3 separate regions of the Hordeum vulgare genome follow, and regions 2 and 3 are each linked to region 1. The links are chromatin contacts, called in public Hi-C maps. All regions are on one chromosome and are shown on one strand. Each heading gives the region's core, a stretch centred on a gene start, on an enhancer-like site or on the middle of the called end of the contact. The rest is flanking DNA. Distances are from core to core; before and after follow the strand shown.

The links. A called contact is a pair of places that touch in the nucleus more often than the background predicts.
Region 2: a contact with region 1 is called in a Hi-C map of leaf, with 6 times the contacts expected there. The contact joins the promoter of LOC123431291 here to the promoter of LOC123431302 in region 1. A contact is called at or near these places in 3 of 6 Hi-C or Micro-C datasets (leaf and seedling) and 1 of 1 datasets of contacts at active chromatin or transcription factors (embryo).
Region 3: a Hi-C map of seedling shows a contact between it and region 1, with 2.8 times the contacts expected there. The contact joins the enhancer-like site here to the promoter of LOC123431302 in region 1. A contact is called at or near these places in 3 of 6 Hi-C or Micro-C datasets (leaf and seedling) and 1 of 1 datasets of contacts at active chromatin or transcription factors (embryo).

The regions. Positions count from the first base shown.
Region 1 is chr1H:284,605,863-284,608,637 of MorexV3_pseudomolecules_assembly, forward strand. It overlaps LOC123431302 (homeobox-leucine zipper protein HOX9), which reads left to right and starts at 1,450. Exons shown (of 19, transcript XM_045115127.1): 1 at 1,450-1,780; 2 at 2,257-2,580. The coding sequence starts at 2,327.
Region 2 is chr1H:283,691,362-283,694,136 of MorexV3_pseudomolecules_assembly, forward strand. LOC123431291 (auxin response factor 22-like) reads left to right here and starts at 1,347. Exons shown (of 4, transcript XM_045115116.1): 1 at 1,347-1,458; 2 at 1,598-2,737. The coding sequence starts at 1,655.
Region 3 is chr1H:285,291,958-285,294,732 of MorexV3_pseudomolecules_assembly, forward strand. No RefSeq gene overlaps it. Among protein-coding and RNA genes, the nearest start is that of LOC123431313, 200 kb to the left of the region's middle. Within about 2 kb of position 1,349, at least 3 of the 3 cell types and tissues checked have open chromatin away from gene starts, as enhancers often do. A contact at or near this core is called in leaf and seedling, where this site is marked.

The DNA of each region.
Region 1 (2,775 bases), core at 200-2,699:
CACCGCCGCCGCAGCTTCTCGCTCGTTGGTGGCCATGAACCTGCGCGACCTGTGGAGGGGAGGAGGGTAGTGCGGCTGGGCGGCCGGCGCTCCCCTTTTTGTGCCGTGCGGTGAAGCGAGGCTCTAAACGGCAAGGGCTCGCTCGATCCGGGATTTGACAGCGACCCGGGGGATGGATGTTGGGGATCAGGCCGCCCGCACAGCTTCCTCCTCCGCTCCTACGAACGAAGCGTGTTGAATTGTTTCTTCTCACTTATTGTTGTACTGCATGTTTATTTCCATAAAAGCACAAGAACTTATTTGTAAAAGCACCGCGATGACGGACGACAGAAACACTTCGTCCTTTAGTATTAGGGAAAGATGTATAAACACAGAAGGGCCGGATGACAGTCCTTTGGCCAATAGGAACAAACATAATCCAAATAAAATGGAAATGGGTTGAAGTTGCAAAAGAACCAAAACCACGGGATATAGCCCACCTTACTCATGCGGGAACAGGCTAAAATGCATAAATCTGATCTAAACATGCAAAAAATTCCTAAAATGAATTCCGTATTTTTTTTTCACCTGATCTCGAACACAAGGGCATTATACTTTTGTTGGTGAACGGTGCATTGTGTAACGTCTTTGTCTTAAACGTCACTTCAGTTCTCGAACATCACACAATATAATGTCAGATGTTGTAGTGTGACATTTAAAACAAAGATGTAAAAGAATATAGACTTTGTGAATTTCTTGCGTGGCCAGATTTGTCACGATAATAATAAAAGAGTACTAGTATTAATAATGGTGTAAACTGTCCAAGTCGACGCGGTCAGCGAGATGTCACGGGGAAAATAATGGTGTCCTTTCAGCGCGACAGTGACGCGGGCCGGGGTACAGCGAACCACTGTGTGCGAGCCCCATTCCCGACCTCCATGGACCGAGCTCACCCACCCCCTTCGTCCTCCTCCACAGCTTTCTCCGTCTCCTCAGAGCATGGTTAATAGTATAGCCAACTGCTGGCTATAAGCAGTCTTATAGCCCATCTTATAGCCAGCTTGTACAATAGTTAGCTATAGAAGAGTACTATTTTTATCATATATGACCCACCTTTCATTCTCACAAAGCACCTAGGAGCACGTGCTAGAGCTGGCTCTTCACGAAGAGCCCGCTTCCCTTCTCTCTCTTCTTCTCTCTCATCCAACTCAGCAAAAATATAGTATTTTAATCCTTACAGCCTGCTGACTGTACCTTATTGTACTTGCTCTCACGTCCTCTCACTGCCTAGCCTAGCCTAGCCTATCATCGTAGCTGTAGCTCCAGTCCTCTAGCCCGCAGCGTAGAATACGACTAGACGTAGTACTACGTGCTGAGCTACTGCCACTCTCGCGACCGCGGGCTCCTGCTCCGCTCCCCCCACCTCCCCCCCCCTCTCTCTCACTGGCCGGCCTTTAAAGCTGTTACCTTTTGCCAACCTCTCCGTGTCGCTGTACAGTCTCTCTCTCTCTCTCCCCCTCTCCCTTCATCGCTCGTGCTGTGGTGTGCTCGCTCGTTCGATTGCCTCAGGTCGGACGGACGGACGCGAACCGAGGGCAGGAGGGGTCGGATCCGGGGTCCGGAGTGCGAGCTAGCGGCCCTGGTTGTCGCGGCGGCGGCGGCGGAGGAGGAGTAGGTGGAGTCCAAGAGGAAGCGGTCCATGGACGCGGTTCCTGCCGCAGCCCCACGGGGCCGCGGGAGGCTGTGAGCGGCTCACCGGCGGCGCCCCTCCCCGCGCCGGCCGGCCGGTGTGTGTGCGGAGGTAACTGATGTCTAATTTCGCTCTACGCCTTGGTTTCGGAGCTCGGGGGGACGATTCTCGCATGCACTCCCCCAGGCTGCTTATCCGCGTCGCCATTTGCGTTTCCTGATGGATCTTTTTTTTTTCGCCCCTGAAAACATTTTTTCCTGCGATTATCCTTTAATTTTGTTCTCCCTGTCGCTGGAGGATTAAGCTGATGTTTCCGCGCGGCTAATTTTTCCGCTTCTGATTCTCACACGAAATCGTGCGATTCTGGCATCGCCCCGCCGCCCGCATTTGCGTCCTCTGCAGCGGCTTCCTTTCCCTTTTCCCCATTTCAGATACTGAGCCAAAAGCCGCCTCCTTTGCGTGCTTTTCCACGCTTTGTTGTTTAAGGGAGGGATCAGGAGGGATGGAGGGACGCGGATGGCTCGTCAATCACCTCCCGCGTTTCCCCATGTCAAATTTGTTCTAACCGCTCCAAAATCTCCTCCCAGGTTGTTCTGCCCTCAAGGATCGCTTCGCGCCGCGAGTGAGGGAAACTAGGACGCAAAGGAAGTGGTGACGATGGCGGCGGCGGTGGCGGCGATGCGCTGCGGGAGCGGGAGCGGCAGTGACGGCGGCGGCGGCGGCTACGACAAGGGCGGGATGGACTCGGGCAAGTACGTGCGGTACACGCCGGAGCAGGTGGAGGCGCTGGAGCGGGTGTATGCCGAGTGCCCCAAGCCGACATCCACGCGCAGGCAGCAGCTGCTCCGCGAGTGCCCCATTCTGTCCAACATCGAGCCCAGGCAGATCAAGGTCTGGTTCCAGAATCGAAGGTGAGCATGTCGACAGCCCGACGCGCTTCGCCTTTTGTGATTGGATGGAATTTGTTTCCTCAGTAGCCATTATGCTGCATGCGAGTGTAATGGTGGCTGGGTAAATTGAGTAAGGATGGATCACGAACAAATGTGGGAATTCCTAGTTCTGTGTTGGAGCATATGTGTATTTTTTTTCCAATCTGGGCAGGTTCT
Region 2 (2,775 bases), core at 97-2,596, 910 kb before region 1:
CGGTCGGCCAGTGGCGCACGCGCACGGGCGGCCTCGGGGCACGGAGGCATCCAATCGTCCGAAACCCCGCGCACGGCGCCTCCTCCCCGCTCTCTTTTCTTGGATCCAACGGCGTCCCACCAGCAAAAAGAAACGACAGCGTTTCCACTTTCCACGACGAGTCGGCACGCCACAAAACCCCCGAGACCTGTACACTTTTCCCTCCACTTCACAAACTCAGTGGCCATCTACTACCACCAAGATGCAATGCAAGACCATTTATGCTCAAAAAAGAAGAAGATGCAAGACCATTTATTTGGAGCACAGCAAAGCAAGCGGAGCACTCATGGTATATGTTGCATGCAGAGGGAGGCCGCGGCCAGCTGCAGCGAGCGACGCAGAGGAGGAGAGCCGCTGCCTGCCGCGACATGTCCCCATCGGTGTTCCGTGGGTCGATTGCCCTGGCTCTGAATTCCCGGTGATCGGTTCGCCCCCGCGCCGGAAAGGGAGGGCGAGGAGTCGAGACGAACAAGGCACAAGATTCGCCCATTTCCGGATCATGCAATCAGTCGCTGCCCCTGCCAACTTTCTCACGGCCGCGGCGCACAAATGCCCTCTCTTGTCTTCTTTCCCAAACAACCAAATTTCGACAGCTTATTATTATCATCTCTCGCCGCTTCCCTCCCTTTCCCAACAGAAGACGAGTGACCATCTCAATTGTTTTTTTTTCTTTCGGGCCTCACCACCTCAGCGGCGAGCCCAAATAAATTGGTTGAGATCTGAGACTCAACTGAATTTTAAAAACGTTTGCCACCTCTTTTCATCAGATTCAGAAATAACACTAAAAAACAAGACGAAAACCCTCCGCTCTTGTCGCCACCCCCTCTGCTTCCTAGTCCATGCCATCACGGCCGCGGCCCACCGACAGCAGAAAGAGGCAGGCACGCGGCCCCACATCCTTTATCGCCGACACGTGGGCCCCGCCAGCCTGGGCCCCACCGGTCACCGATGGTTGGTGGGCGTCGCTGTTGGCTGTGCGGTCCGGCGCAGGTGATCCACTGGGGCGCCCGGCCAGGCCACTGCAGCAGCGAAGCGGGCGCCTCCAATCTCCCTATCTAATGGCCGGGAAGACATCCAAAGAACTCGCCATAATTCCAAACCACTGTGCCGCTGTAGCACACCACTCCCTCCCTCCTCGTCCTCGTCCTCCCTCAAGAACACGGAAAAAATCGGGGCCTTTTGGGTTCCGGACACCAGGGATTCGATATTTATTCTGTTTACTTTTGACCGGCGCGACGGTTCTTGGGCTTGGGATGGAGTTGCAGGGGGCCTGGGGAGGGCAGGGGAGGCGGCGTCGCCTGATGTAGATTTCCCTTTTTTTCTTTTCCTCTGCTCGCTTTGTTTATCGTTCCGGCTCTGGGCGTTCACATTTCTCGTGATCCGCCAATTGGAGGGAGGCCATGCGCGCGGGCCAAACAGGTGCTTGCCTTTGTTGCTTTTCATGATTCGGTCCAGTTTATTTGCTCTTTTCTTTTGATGATGATGGAACAAGGATTGCGTGTGGAGTTCGGTTCCCGTTCGGGGTCTGCGAATTTGATGGAGGGCGGTTTGATGGCAGGTCTGCTCCTGTGTTGGAACAAGTGATCGCATTTCCTGGCGGTGGTTTTGGGTGGAGATGAAGGAGGTGGGCGCGGAAAGGTGCCTGGACCCGCAGCTGTGGCACGCCTGCGCGGGCGGCATGGTGCAGATGCCGCCGGCGCGCTCGCGCGTCTACTACTTCCCCCAGGGCCACGCCGAACACGCCAACGGCGGCGGCGCCGCCGAGCTCGCGGCGGCGGTCGGCCCGCGTCCGCTGCCGGCCCTCGTGCTCTGCTGCGTCGCAGGGGTGCGCTTCTTGGCTGATCCGGACACGGACGAGGTGTTCGCCAAGATCCGGCTGGTGCCCGTCGGCCCCGGCGAGGCTGGGTTCCGGGAGCCAGAGGGGCTCGGCCCGCTCGGGAGCGACCCGCCGGAGGCGCGCGAGAAGCTCTCCTCCTTCGCCAAGACGCTTACGCAGTCCGACGCCAACAACGGCGGCGGCTTCTCGGTGCCGCGCTACTGCGCGGAGACCATCTTCCCCAAGCTTGACTACAGGGCTGACCCGCCGGTGCAGACGGTGCTCGCCAAGGACGTGCACGGGGAGGTGTGGAAGTTCCGGCACATCTACCGGGGCACGCCGCGCCGGCATTTGCTCACCACGGGATGGAGCACCTTCGTGAACCAGAAGAAGCTCGTCGCGGGGGACTCCATCGTCTTCCTGCGCACCGAGCACGGGGAGCTCTGCGTCGGCATACGCCGCGCCAAGAGGGTCACCTGCGGGGGCATGGAGTGCATATCCGGCTGGAACGCACCTGGGTATGGGGGCTTCTCGGCCTTCCTCAAGGACGAGGAGAACAAGATGATGAATGGTGGCCCCGCTGGTTACGTCAAGGGCAGGGGGAAGGTGAAGATCGCCGATGTCGTGGAGGCGGCCACCCTCGCCGCCAACAGCCAGCCATTTGAGGTAGTCTACTACCCGAGAGCTAGCACGCCGGAGTTTGTTGTCAAGGCCGCGGCGATGCAGGCTGCCATGAGGATCCACTGGTGCCCTGGCATGAGGTTCAAGATGGCCTTTGAGACCGAGGATTCCTCAAGAATTAGCTGGTTTATGGGGACCATATCTTCTGTTCAGGTTGCCGATCCACTCAGATGGCCGAATTCACCATGGAGACTTCTTCAGGTTTGCTCGCTCTGATGATATCCATACTTGCACTCCAT
Region 3 (2,775 bases), core at 99-2,598, 690 kb after region 1:
GAAGGTGGCAAGGTGCAGGATGGACTTGGCCCTAAGGTGGTGGGGCTACATCCCGAACTTGGCGAGGAACCTGTAACAGCCCAGAACCGACGCCCGAGAAGATTCCTCTTTTATTCCGTTGTCACCTTCTTAATTATTTGTTTGTCGCATTCATCATCGCATCATGCACATCATCTGCATTGCATCGACACATTGTTGTCGTCAGTTTTCAAAACTTGCATCAGTTATTAGTTGACGGTTCTCTCCGTTTTTGTCATTGAGCGATTTTAGTCCAGCCACACACGCACGCGCCCGCGGCGCTGGTAAAATATTGTTTCTAAAAGAGTGTATAAATATTCTCGGATTGGGTTGAAACTTGACGTGCGGTCTTATTGTAAGGTAGGTAGGCCGCTTGCCAAATTTCACCGCAATCGAAATTCGTTTGATACCCGAACAATAGAACGTAGCGGAATCGTTGTCGGTTTAATTCCCGGACGTTTTCGCGTTTAAAACTCCTCCATGGGCTACAAACTTCCCTCTCATCCCCAGTTAGCCCAACTACACAACCCACTAGACCCACCTAGCCACTCGCTCCATTCGTGGTCGTCGGATCGTGATCGGACGGACGAGGTCCATCCCACCATAGACCATTCGCTATATAAGCCCACCTTGTGGAGAGAGCTCTCTCACCCACTAGGGTTCCCCCTAGCCAAAATTGCAGCCACCCCCTAGAAAACCTCACCTGCAAACCAAACCCTCCAAATCCCGTAGCCCTAGCCTCCCCAGCCTTTTTCAGCCATCAGATCTGAGATCTCGGGCTCATATCGTCCAGAAAACCCCACCTAGCGGACATGTCCGCGGTCAAACCGGACACGTCCGGCAACCACACAACCCCGTCCGCCCTGAGCTCCCAAGCAGCCCACGCCCGAGTTACCGTCGCGCTGCACCTTGCGCCCCCGCCGCCTCACCGACCACCGGCCTTGCAGCGCCTCCATAGCTCCGCTGCCACTGTCCTTGAACGCCTGCCTGAGCGCCGAGCCGCCTCCTGCAGACCATGCCCGGTGCCGTCGCTGCGCCGGACCGCCTCCGTGTCATTGCCACGCCGGGGCGAGCTCCGTGCCAAACATCCGCCGCCGCCAACCGCCAGATCCATCGGATCTTGGCGTCCTCGCCCTGTCCCAGACCCATGTGCCCCGCCTGCCCCTCGCCGCTGGGCACCCGAGCCGCTCGCCGGAGTGTGCCGCCGCCACGGCCTGCTCGTGAGGAGCACGAACAAGCGCTCGCCTGGCCACTGACCTGACCTGGGCCGGCTCCCTCCCACGTGGGCTGCCCCAACATGCGACCTAGCCACTGTCCAGGCCGGCCCAGCTCACACTTGGGCGCCGCGGCCCAGTTCGCCTCCTCCCCAACTGGCCTCCGCTTGGGCCCAAACCCCGTGGGTGACCAACTCCTTTTTGCCCTTATTCCTTGCTCGTGCAGATTTTAATTATCTAGCGCTCTAGCATGTTTCGTCCCAATAGTCAGTTTCGGCCCGTTGTATTTTTTTCGCGTTCTGCGATTTTTCTATTAACCTAGGAATTTCAGATTTCCAGAAAATGTGCATAGCTTAAAATGCTAATAACTTTCAACCGTGCACCGGATTGAAATAATTTAGATATGTAAACTATGTAGAATTTTGTGTAGATAAATTGTATCAAACTTTCATCCATATTTAAAACCGTTTAACATGGTGTTTGCATAGATTTGTGTAATGCCATATTAAAATGGTTTAATTCATAACTAATTAACCGTGCACTGGATTAAAATGATTTTAACATGTAAAATGCTTAGAATTCTCTATAGTTTTACAATTACCAACTTGCGTCCATGGTAAAAATGATTAACTTGCTGTTTCATTTAATTTTCTTTAAATGCCATGCTAAAACGGTTCAATTCATAGTTAAATAATCGTAGCTCTGAATTAAGTAAATGATATATGCATCTTGGCCAAAAAAATGTGTAGAATAACATGGCGGAAATTATTCTCCTGTTTCCCAACTCTAAAATTGTGTTGTAGGAAGAACAGTACCGAAACTGTAATTTGCATATAGGGAATTTCCGGAATTGTTATTCGTTGTTCCGCCCTCATTTAATATTGCTTAGAATACCATGTAGCTTCATAATATCTTGTTACATCCGTGAAGAACATGTTGTGGCTGTCATTTGCATGCATGTTGTATCCATGGCATATAATCTTGTGTTGATCATATTTTTTATACCGTAGCTCCATTTTAAATAATCTCTATATGTAAATCAACTAGAATGACGTGTAGAATCACATGAACCACTTTATTCTGTTGTTTAACAAATAGTAAAATGTGTTAGTTCATATCTGAACCAATTTAGAAATTAACATCTGGAGTCATTTTGGAAATACTATATGTTGTTTCCGACCTCATTTAATATGCCTAGATAGGTAGTTTAATTATGCTTCACGTCTTGCCATGTTTAAACAACATTTTATATTTTCGTATACCTAAACGAGAGTGACCTAAATATTTGAATGTGGGGTTTCGTCAATATGCAACTCGTTGCATATTGAGCTTCACTTAATCTGTAGTGTTTGAATGTTGTGAATTGCCATGTCGTGCCTTGTATAATTAAACCGTACATGCATGATATTTGTTTGCACATCATGTCGTGCATATTTTGTGGTGTTATTGTGTGTTGATTGTTGTTCCGGATTGTTTCTTCCCGGTAGAGTTCCGAACCCCTTCGGAGTGTGAGGGTCCGTTCGACTACGTTGGTTCATCTGCT